2 separate regions of the Sus scrofa genome follow, and region 1 is linked to region 2. Evidence: chromatin contacts called from public Hi-C data. All regions are on one chromosome and are shown on one strand. Each heading gives the region's core, a stretch centred on a gene start, on an enhancer-like site or on the middle of the called end of the contact. The rest is flanking DNA. Distances are from core to core; before and after follow the strand shown.

Region 1 (4,674 bases), core at 1,994-4,493, 49 kb after region 2:
TTGAAGACTGGCTGCCGTGGGCGGCCCTGACTGCACAATGGAGCCGCTCTTGTCCTGAGAAGGCAGAGGGCACTGGCAGGTGCTCAAGGCGCGTTGCCTGTCCTTAGAGCTGAGCACCTGTGCCAAGGACCTCCACGCTGCTGACCTGCTGCTGGATGGGGAGAGGACAGTGGGCTGGGCATCTGCTCACTGAAAGTAAGCGGTGCGGAAGACAGGGCTGGAGGCGGCGAGCGTGGCTCAGTCCCTGGCCCTGACAGGCTGGAGCCCCTGCAGCAGGTCAGAGGGCTGCTCCTCACTCACACTCATAACCCTGGAACCAGGAGGAGGAGAAGCTGCAGGAACCCCGGAGAGCGGGGAGCAGGGAGCCTGAAGCACTGAAGCACTGCTCTGGGGGCTTCGGCCCAGGAGGGCCAGCTGGGCAGCTTGGCTTCCAGCTGGGCTGGGGCTTCTCCTTTGAGGGGCGGGCATGGGGTGCACGTGACCTGGGGTTCCAGAGATGGGGACAAGTGGGTTCTTTTGGAAGCTGGAGGGAGAGAACAGGAGAGGGAGGGTCCCAACCGGGGGAGAGAGAGGGAGACGAGCCCCTGGAGGCCCCACAGTCCTGGGTAACTAGACTGAGGTGATGCTGGAGGAGTCCAAGTTCAAGTGGACAGACTTCTGCACAGGTGATGTCCCTGGGAGATACTGGGCAAGAGGGCAGCCTGCCCTGAGGCCCCAGCCCTGGGCAGCCCTGGCCCTGCCGGGATGGCCACAGCTCCCTCCTGCGTGCTGGGCAGCTCCCCAGAGGCCTGGCCAGACGCAGGGGACCGAGAAACCATGCCCGTGGGCCAGGCTCTAGGGGCAGAGTGCTCTGTGCTGGGCTTAGATGGGGCCCACTCTGCTCCTGCTGCTGCGGGCTCTTGGGGGCAGCTGTGTCCCCCCATCTCTAGGCTCAAGGTCAGGCTGGAGGCCAAGCTCTCCACCTGCATCTTTAGTTTCTGCAGTCTCCCCCCGGGTCCTCAGCGCGGGAGGATTCCCTCAGAGGAAAAAGAACATGCTGTGGGGGAGGGGATCCCATCAGCAACACAGCTCAGCAGGGGCAGTGAGGACCCCGCGTGTGTCAGTTATACACGAACGCGGAGTTCCCGTCCTGGCTCAGCCGTAATGAACCCAACCAGTATCCATGAGGTTTCGGGTTTGATCCCTGGCTTTGCTCAGTGAGTTAAGGATCCGGCATTGCCGTGAGCTGTGGTGTAGGTCACAGATGCGGCTCAGATCTGGCATGGCTGTGGCTGTGGTGTAGGCCAGCAGCTGTAGCTCCAACTGGACCCCTAGCCTGGGAGCCTCCATATGCCGCGAGTGCGGCCCTAAAAGGAAAAAAAGATTCAATTAAATTAAAAAAACACAAAGCTTTATTTTCAAAGTTATTCCTTGTCATATAAATGTATACAAACTTTTCAAATGCTAGCCTGTGGATGGAGCGAGAGGGCCTGTGGCTTCACTTCTCTTACCCATTTCCCCAGCTTTATCCATCAAAGCCTGCCAGGGGTGTCCTTGGAGGTATGGTTTGTGGCTGGAACATTAAAAACCTTGGTGACAGCCAACAGGAGGCAGCTGGCTGGAAAAGCCCTTTGGGTTTTCTCTTCATTTGGGAAAACAAAACAAACAACATACTGCAGACAGGATTATCTTACATGTTTTCCTTTTTTTTTTTTTTTTTTTTTTTTTTTGTCTTTTTGCCATTTCTTCGGCCTCTCCCGTGGCATATGGAGGTTCCCAGGCTAGGGATCAAATTGGAGCTGTAGCCACCTGCCAGAGCCACAGCAATGTGGGATCCAAGTTGTGTGTGCCACCTACACCACAGGTCACGGCAACACCAGATCCCTAACCCACTGAGCAAGGCCAGGGATCAAACCCCAAACCTCATGGCTCTTAAACGGATTTGTTAACCCCTGAGCCATGACGGGAACTCCTTTTTTTTTTTTTTTTTTTAATGGCCACACCCAAAGCATTTGGAAGATCCTGGGCCAGGGATTGAATCTGAGTCACAGCTGTGACCTACAACGCCGGATACTTTAACCCATGGGACTGGCCATGGGATAGAATCCATGATCCCAGCCGTTGCAGTTTAATCCTTGACCACTGCAACACAGCTGGAACTCTCCCCCCCCCATTTTTTATTCAGGCTTAAAATTGTTTGTTATTTAAATCTAGTGGAGAAACTCACTGTGTATAATTTTGGGAACGCAACAAATTCCATCAGGGAAAGAATTCAGGAGCAATTTGGATTTTGGTCCAAGAAGTGAATTCTGCTAACTTTGGACACTGGGTTCCGGAGCAGCCCTGGCCTTGTCCATCCTTGTTCCTTCTCCCCCAGCGGTCTGGCCTGGACCTTGGTCCCAGAAGCTGTCATGTGGCCTTCAGAGGTTCCCAAGGAAAACGCTCAGGGATCAGTGACCAGACCCAAGACCCCTCCGCCCAGAGGAGCGCTCTTCTGGCGAGGGCGCCCTCTGTGGGGCCTTGGGGGCTCTGCCTTCGCATACTTTGGGTGGAGATCCCTGTCCGCTCCCTTGTGAGCCACTTTAAGTAAAGAAAGGATCATACAACAGCGGACCGCTGTTTTGCTGAGACGCTGGCGGCTTGGGAGGGCCCTTCATCCTCCTAGCAGGAGACTGGCCAGGGCCGCGCTTCTGCCCTTGTATCATCTCAGTGAGAGCCGAATGGATGCGTTGGCACCGCACCGCGCCAGGCTCCACTTGTCCCGCGCCGCCCGGCCTGTGGGGCAGCCCGCCCTGCGCGGGACACGCCCAGCCCGCGCTCCGCCGTCCGCAGGGTCTCTTGGCCTCCCGCTCCCCCGGCCTTCCTTCCCCGGGCAGGGACCTTTCCAACCGATCCCTCAGGCTCTTCCTCCCGCGGCCGCTTCCTCGGTCGGGACCCCGCGCATCAAGAGCGCCCGGCTCCCAGACCTGCCTCTCGGTTTCACCCGGGGCTGGAACTCCATGGGTGCCCATGGCAACGGGATCAGTGTCACGGCTACGAGGAACTGACGTATCCAAGGGCACGCACGCGCCCAGCCCTTCAATTTTGTCCCTGACCGGCCGCTGTCACCTCGCCCCGCCCCTCTGGGGACCTGCCCCCTAAGCCAGCTCTTGCAATCGCGGCCGCGACGCCGTGACGTCACTCGCCTGCGACCAATCCAAGTGCCGCGCTCGGGACGTGGCCCTCACGCGCACCCGTCGCCCGGGAGGCGGGGCCGCTGTCGCGCCTGCGCAGAGTCAGTGCCGCCGGCTCCCGGCGCGTGGGGGCTGCACTTCGCTACTCGTGTCTACTCGGCTTCGGATCCTTGAGCCTGCGGCGCCCGGTGCTCACTGGCCATGTCGTGGCTCTTCGGCATCAAGGGCCCCAAGGGCGAAGGCGCTGGGCCGCCGCTGCCGCTGCCGCCTGCGCAGCCCGGGGCGGAGGGCGGGGGGACCGCGGCGCAGGGGACCGGCCGGCGCCCAAGGACAAATGGAGCAACTTCGACCCCACGGGCCTGGAGCGCGCGGCCAAAGCGGCGCGCGAGCTGGAGCACTCGCGTGAGTGCCGCTGGGGGGCTCGGTCAGGGCGGCCCCTGGGGGGTTCGGGGGCATCTGGCCCTCGGTGGTCTGAGCCATGGAGCTCTTGTCGGGAGAGGAAATCGGCTTCCAGCGGTAAACCCAATGGAGCCACTCTGCGTGCAGGGAGGTTCGGGATCCCCTGACCCTTTGGCACCTTCCCAGCTGCCACACGTCTTTCAGGGGGGAAACCGGTGGCGAGGGGACTAAGGGTACAGGTAGCAGCTGGCGGGGCTGCACCTTCGTTTTTAGGTACCACCTATTGCTCCCTCCACGTGGAATGGCCAGAGCTGGCTGGGTTGGGGATTTTCTTGTGGTGGATGCTAGCAATTTTTTGCTGAAGAGGGGAGCGCGTTTGAGGGTAATTGGTTTTAAGGAAAATAAAGTAGATCTGCACTTACTGTTGAGAAACGTTAGCTTTCAAGTGAGGTCTGCAAAGCAGCAGATCACCGATCAGCCCTGGCCCAGCTGATGACTGACCTTCCTAACCCGGGCCCTGAGGCATCAGTGGTGATGGCACCTTCACTAAGCCCACGTGCTTTCCTCCCAGCTTCCTTCCTCTGTGGCTTTAAACCACTTGTGTCCAGATTGCAGCGTGTGCGTTTGAGAGTCTGGAACACATGCTCAGCACGCGCCAAGTAAATACTTCGCTCTCAAACCTTTAAATAGAGGTGCCTTTTTCTCAAAGGAGATCTTAGAGAGTAGTTTGTGGCAAGCAGGTATAAGCGGAGTCTTCCTGTCGAAGGAGGATGTGGCCTGGCACTCTGTGGCTCAGTCCCCGCCCTTCTGCAGGGGTCACAGAATTTCCTGGGCAAAGGTCTCCAGCCTGCCTGGCTCTCAGATCCTGGAAGGGACATTCAGAGCATTTGGATATTCGGGCCTGGGGCCCAGGGCTGCCTATTTCCTTAGGCCTGACTGGGAAACGCCCCATCCCAGACTACGTGTGTTAAGTTTGCAAGGTCATTTCAACAGTCAGGTTGGATTGAGAGATAGTGGCTGGGCTTCAGGACACCTCAGATGATGACACTTTTGTTACGGGATGTAATTTCTTAGGTTTCTGTGGGAGCTTCGCCCATTCACCCTGCCCAGAATTTCAAAGTGT
Region 2 (4,304 bases), core at 9-2,508:
CTCAAACTTGACCTGCTTCTGTCTCAGGCGCCCTTCCCTGACTTTCCGCCGCAGGAACCGGGTTCTCTTGACCAGCTTGCGGTACTTGTGGTGATTCATCTTCCGCCGGCGGATCTTCAGGATGTTTTTGCACTGCATCTGGGGTGTGTCCCGAACCTCCTTATCCCCCTGCTTGACCCCTTCCCCCACCTGGCTAGGCGGACATTGATAGAGCTGAGCTGGAGACACAGTCCCTGGGGTCCCAGCGCCCAGTCTGGGCAGGAGGTAGCGAATGGTCAGCCAGCTCTCCAGCGGGCTGATGGACATCTTCCTGGGGACCAGCATCTCCTCAAGCTCTGGGTGGACGTGCTTGCCAGGAAGAGAGGCAATCCCACTGGGGCCTGGGGGCTGCGTGCTGTAGCGAGGCCTGCAGGCGTGCCTGCCCAGTACCTCTGAGACGCGCGGGGACCCACTGCGGCCTGCAATAAACAAGCCGACACAGTTACCACTCCTATGCACGGCCAGCGGGCCTGGGGCGCAGAACCTCCACGGCAGACTGGCCTGAACCCCTGCCTACTACATTCTCAGGCCCAAACTATGACACTTGGAAGCTTAAGGGGCTGTTTGTGCAGCCAGGCCCCCGGCTCCAGGGGGTGAGATACAGCAGCGGGGCGCAGCGGAGCTGCTAGTCCCACATCCAACCCCAGGTGCGTATCCAGCCCGTCCGCCCCCGTGGGGCCTCTTACCTGCCCCGGGAACAGCCCTGAGCAGCTGGGAAGTCAAGCGCACCAGGAACATGGTTTGAGTGTGGCGGCGGGCCCGGGTGCTCAGCAGAGCTGGAACACAGGTGGGAGCCGAGGTCACTCCGAGGACTGCGGTCACGCCCCGCCTCCCCTCCCGTCGCTCTCACCACCCCCTCCCGCAACGGGAACGTTACTTCGAGTACGACTCCCTCAAAACCTCCGCCTCCGCCGTTCCCCAGCTGCGCGACTCCGGGCAGGTACCGACCCTCCCTGAGCCTCAGCTTCACCCCGAAGCGCCCACCGCACGAGTGGGATCGACGCTCGGGCTCCAGGTCCCGAGCCCTACCCGGCCACGGCCGCCTTCGCTGTCCCTGGAGCGCGAGCTCTGCGGCCGCACGCCGAGCCTCCCCAGACGCCGCCGAGAGACGCAGCGGACCATTCCGCCGCCGCGCTCAAGCACTTCCGGTCCTTCCCTAAACCGACCCCCAGCCCGCGTGCGGCCGCCCGCCAGTTCCTACGCCCAGCGCCCCCTAGCGCATCACGGCTCCCTGCTCCTTGTCTGCGCAGACCCAGACGGGCCCCCAAATCGACGGCTTCCGGCCGGAGGAACCGCCCCCCCACCCCCGCGCGCCCCGCTCCCAGATCGCCAGTTCCGCCTGTGTCCAGCAAAGGCTAGAAAACTACATTTCCCACAATCCCAAACGATGCCGTCTGCACCTGAGTGGCCCGAACTCCCTTCCCTCCACGACTGGCCAAGGGCCAGTTGGTCCAGGCGGCCGGAAGTGGCGTTTCGGAGCTGCGACAGGGATGTTGTCCCGGCCACGGAAATAGAGTTCGCGGGACGACAGAAGTGGCGGGAGCTACTGCGCCCGCTGGAGCGGGAGGCTAAGGATCAGGAGCCGCTGAGGTTGCGGGCGTGGCCCCTACCCCCGAGCCCTCCTCGCGAGGATGGGAGGGAAGGTGGCCGACACGTGGTGCCTGCGCGCCCGGGCTCCTGCAGCCCGAAAGCCAATAGTGCGGCGCCGGGGCGCCGTAAGATCTCGGGGGTCTTGGGACCCGCCGCCCCCTCCATTTGGCTTTCAGATTCCTCGCTCTGCCGGTCTGGATAAGCGAAGGAGGCCCCGCGTCTAACGCAGGATAGAAAGCGGGATAGGTGGGTTTTTGTTTCCTTTAGAGCAAGCAAACTCCCATCCTGTGCCTAAGATTTTGTTCGAAAACCAAAAGCAGTCTCCCTGGAGCTTGCGGTTCGGCTAGAACTCAGCGTTGCTCCTCAAGAGTAGGGGACCAGAAGGGCTTCACCTGTCTAGTCCCGAAAGGCTCTGTTGTCCTCACTGAAGTTGGCTAGCGTGGACAGGATCCCCAGAATGACCTGCAGGGACGCCTGGTAGGGAAGGGATGTAGGGAGAGCCCCACTGGCTCTGCTCAGAGGCTTGTCCTGTAGGAGGGCCTTCCAGTGAGTCTTAGCAGGAAGTGGCCAGGCCTGGCCACCCCCAGGCTCCAACCTGGCTAAGCAGGGAGTGGAGGGCAGGCCAGTGGGAGGGCAGAAGCTGCAGCCTCCAGGCCCAGCGCTATAGCCGAGTCACGTGATGACCCTGCTCTTCAGTGGCAGGGGCTGCTTCTGGGTCCCACCTGTGGGAATGCCCCTCTCACTCCAGCCGCCCGGCCTCCCCAGTCTTTTACTTACGTTTGGTCTTAAGAGTGAGCCACCTGGATTGTGGGTGCTGACCCCGTCGCTTTGACACCTCCTTGGCTTTTTAACACTGGGCACCTTCCCCCAGGCTCACTGGCCCTAGTGTGGCCTGGAGAGAATTCACCCAGGTCCTGTGACAGGCCCCTGACAGCCCCTGATCCACACCAGGAGCCTTGCTCCCAGCTGCCGCCAGCCTGACACACAGCCTGGTGGGTCGCAAACGAGCTCCCTCCGGTGTAAGGGGACCCAGGACCATTGTGTCCTTTACACGCTCCCTTTACCCAAGGACAGGAGCCCTGACAAGGCTCCACAGAAGAGCAGGCGCATGGCATGCAGTACAAAATCCAACGCTTTAATGAGCTCGAGATGGCAGCGCAGACAAAGCACTAGAACGGATGCTGCGGGCTGAGCCCGGTATCCAGCAAGCAGGAGGACACACCACAAATTCTCTAAAGTTCCAAATGTCCTGAGTAGAGAGAACTGTGTTTATTTAACCACATAAAATGCATATATACGAAATGCCTCAGTATTGGAGCTGGTGGCCTGCACTCAGCGTCGCAGATAAAAATATAGGACTTTCAACACAGATCGAAATACCTTCACATTTAAAAAATCAGAATCCTCTACATGTTTTAAGCTGACAGAATTCAAGTTCTGAGTTTTCCGATACGGCTGTAACGTGTACGAAACACGTTTATTTACAACATGGGCAGGGAGTGAGGGGCTGTTAAGGCCATTTTCTCATGTCAAACACTGCAAGATACGTACATAAGTACAACCTAATATAGGCAAAGGTTCAAAGAGTCATTTTCTTGGTTTAACGTAATTGAGGGTCGGTACAGGGGTGGAGACCGCTTGTCCTTAGCACCAAGCCACACCACGAGGACGCGGGCCTCGGCCGCCGGCTGCTGTGGGGGGCTCTGCAGGACAGGTGGGGGCCGGGCCCGGGCCAGGCTTGAGGGCACCTTGCCCTCCTCTCAATTCCGTCTCCAAAGTCATCTCGAGGCCCAGGGTCAACAGCCGTTTCCAAGAAAGAGCCGTGCCCCGGGGCCAGGGGCTGAGGTGTGCACGCCGAGGGACCATCCCTCACCTCCGGTGCCGGCTGTGCCCAGGGTGGTCCCGCTCGTAGCGACGACCTGTTCGCTCGTAAGATCGAGAACGTTCCCGTCGCTGGTCTCTGTAGTAGTGACTTTTTTTCTTGTATTTTCCAGAATTATCTGCCCGCTCTCTTGAGCGGCTCCGAGAGTGGGAGGAGCTGCGGCTGCGGGACTTGCGGGGCTTCTGTGCGGAGAACTTGCAGTCCTTGGCCTTGTGGTAGCCCCTCACCTTGGAGCCCTTGTAGGTGGCACCACGGTGGGCCTGTCTTGGCGGGGAGTCACTCCGGCTCCGCGAGCGGCTCTGTGACTTGGACCCGCCAGACGTGGAGCCGCTGTCACTCTTCCTGTGAAGGAGACCACCAGGTGAGGGACCACCCGGCCTGTCACCTCCACAAAGATACCCCACCCCCACCCCGGCCAGGGACAGGCCCCAGGGAGCCCTGAGCAGCACGCACCTCCTTTTAGGGGAAGCGGATCGCGACGGGGACCTTGAGTAGCTCTGCTCGTGGCTCCCGCTCCGACTCCGGCTCCCTCGGCCCTTGGGCAGGCTGACAACAGGGCGGGAGCGGTTTCAGAGCCAGCGCCTCGGCAGCCAAGCCCAGGGCCCGCGGCCGCCTCGGCAGCCAAGCCCAGGGTCCGCCGGCCGTTCGGGTACTCACCCATTCACCGGGCTGTCGGCCTTGGCCTTCTTCGCGCCCTCCGTCCTCCTCCTGGCATTCTTCGCAGAGAGCGGGGAGGGCTTGTTTCCTTTGCCCTCCTGGGGGGAGCCTGCTAGAATCAAGCACAGGAAGTCAC

Evidence for each region. Hi-C and Micro-C count contacts between places; a contact is called where the count stands out from the background.
Region 1: a Hi-C map of liver shows a contact between it and region 2, with 4 times the contacts expected there. The contact joins the promoter of LOC100525876 here to the promoter of AURKAIP1 in region 2. A contact is called at or near these places in 1 of 5 promoter capture datasets (liver), 4 of 47 Hi-C or Micro-C datasets (epiblast stem cells, heart right ventricle, liver and 1 more) and 2 of 2 datasets of contacts at active chromatin or transcription factors (alveolar macrophages and skeletal muscle).

Annotation. Positions count from the first base shown.
Region 1 is chr6:63,702,912-63,707,585 of Sscrofa11.1, forward strand. It overlaps LOC100525876 (ATPase family AAA domain-containing protein 3), which reads left to right and starts at 3,244. Exons shown (of 17, transcript XM_003127504.5): 1 at 3,244-3,441; 2 at 3,444-3,554. The coding sequence starts at 3,354.
Region 2 is chr6:63,656,310-63,660,613 of Sscrofa11.1, forward strand. AURKAIP1 (aurora kinase A-interacting protein) reads right to left here and starts at 1,259. Exons shown (of 3, transcript XM_021097450.1): 1 at 1,069-1,259; 2 at 726-815; 3 at 1-458. The coding sequence starts at 777. It overlaps LOC110261342 (a long non-coding RNA gene), which reads left to right and starts at 1,366. Exons shown (of 2, transcript XR_002345410.1): 1 at 1,366-1,875; 2 at 3,624-4,304. It overlaps CCNL2 (cyclin-L2), which reads right to left. Exons shown (of 11, transcript XR_002345407.1): 9 at 4,169-4,280; 10 at 3,965-4,057; 11 at 2,744-3,853.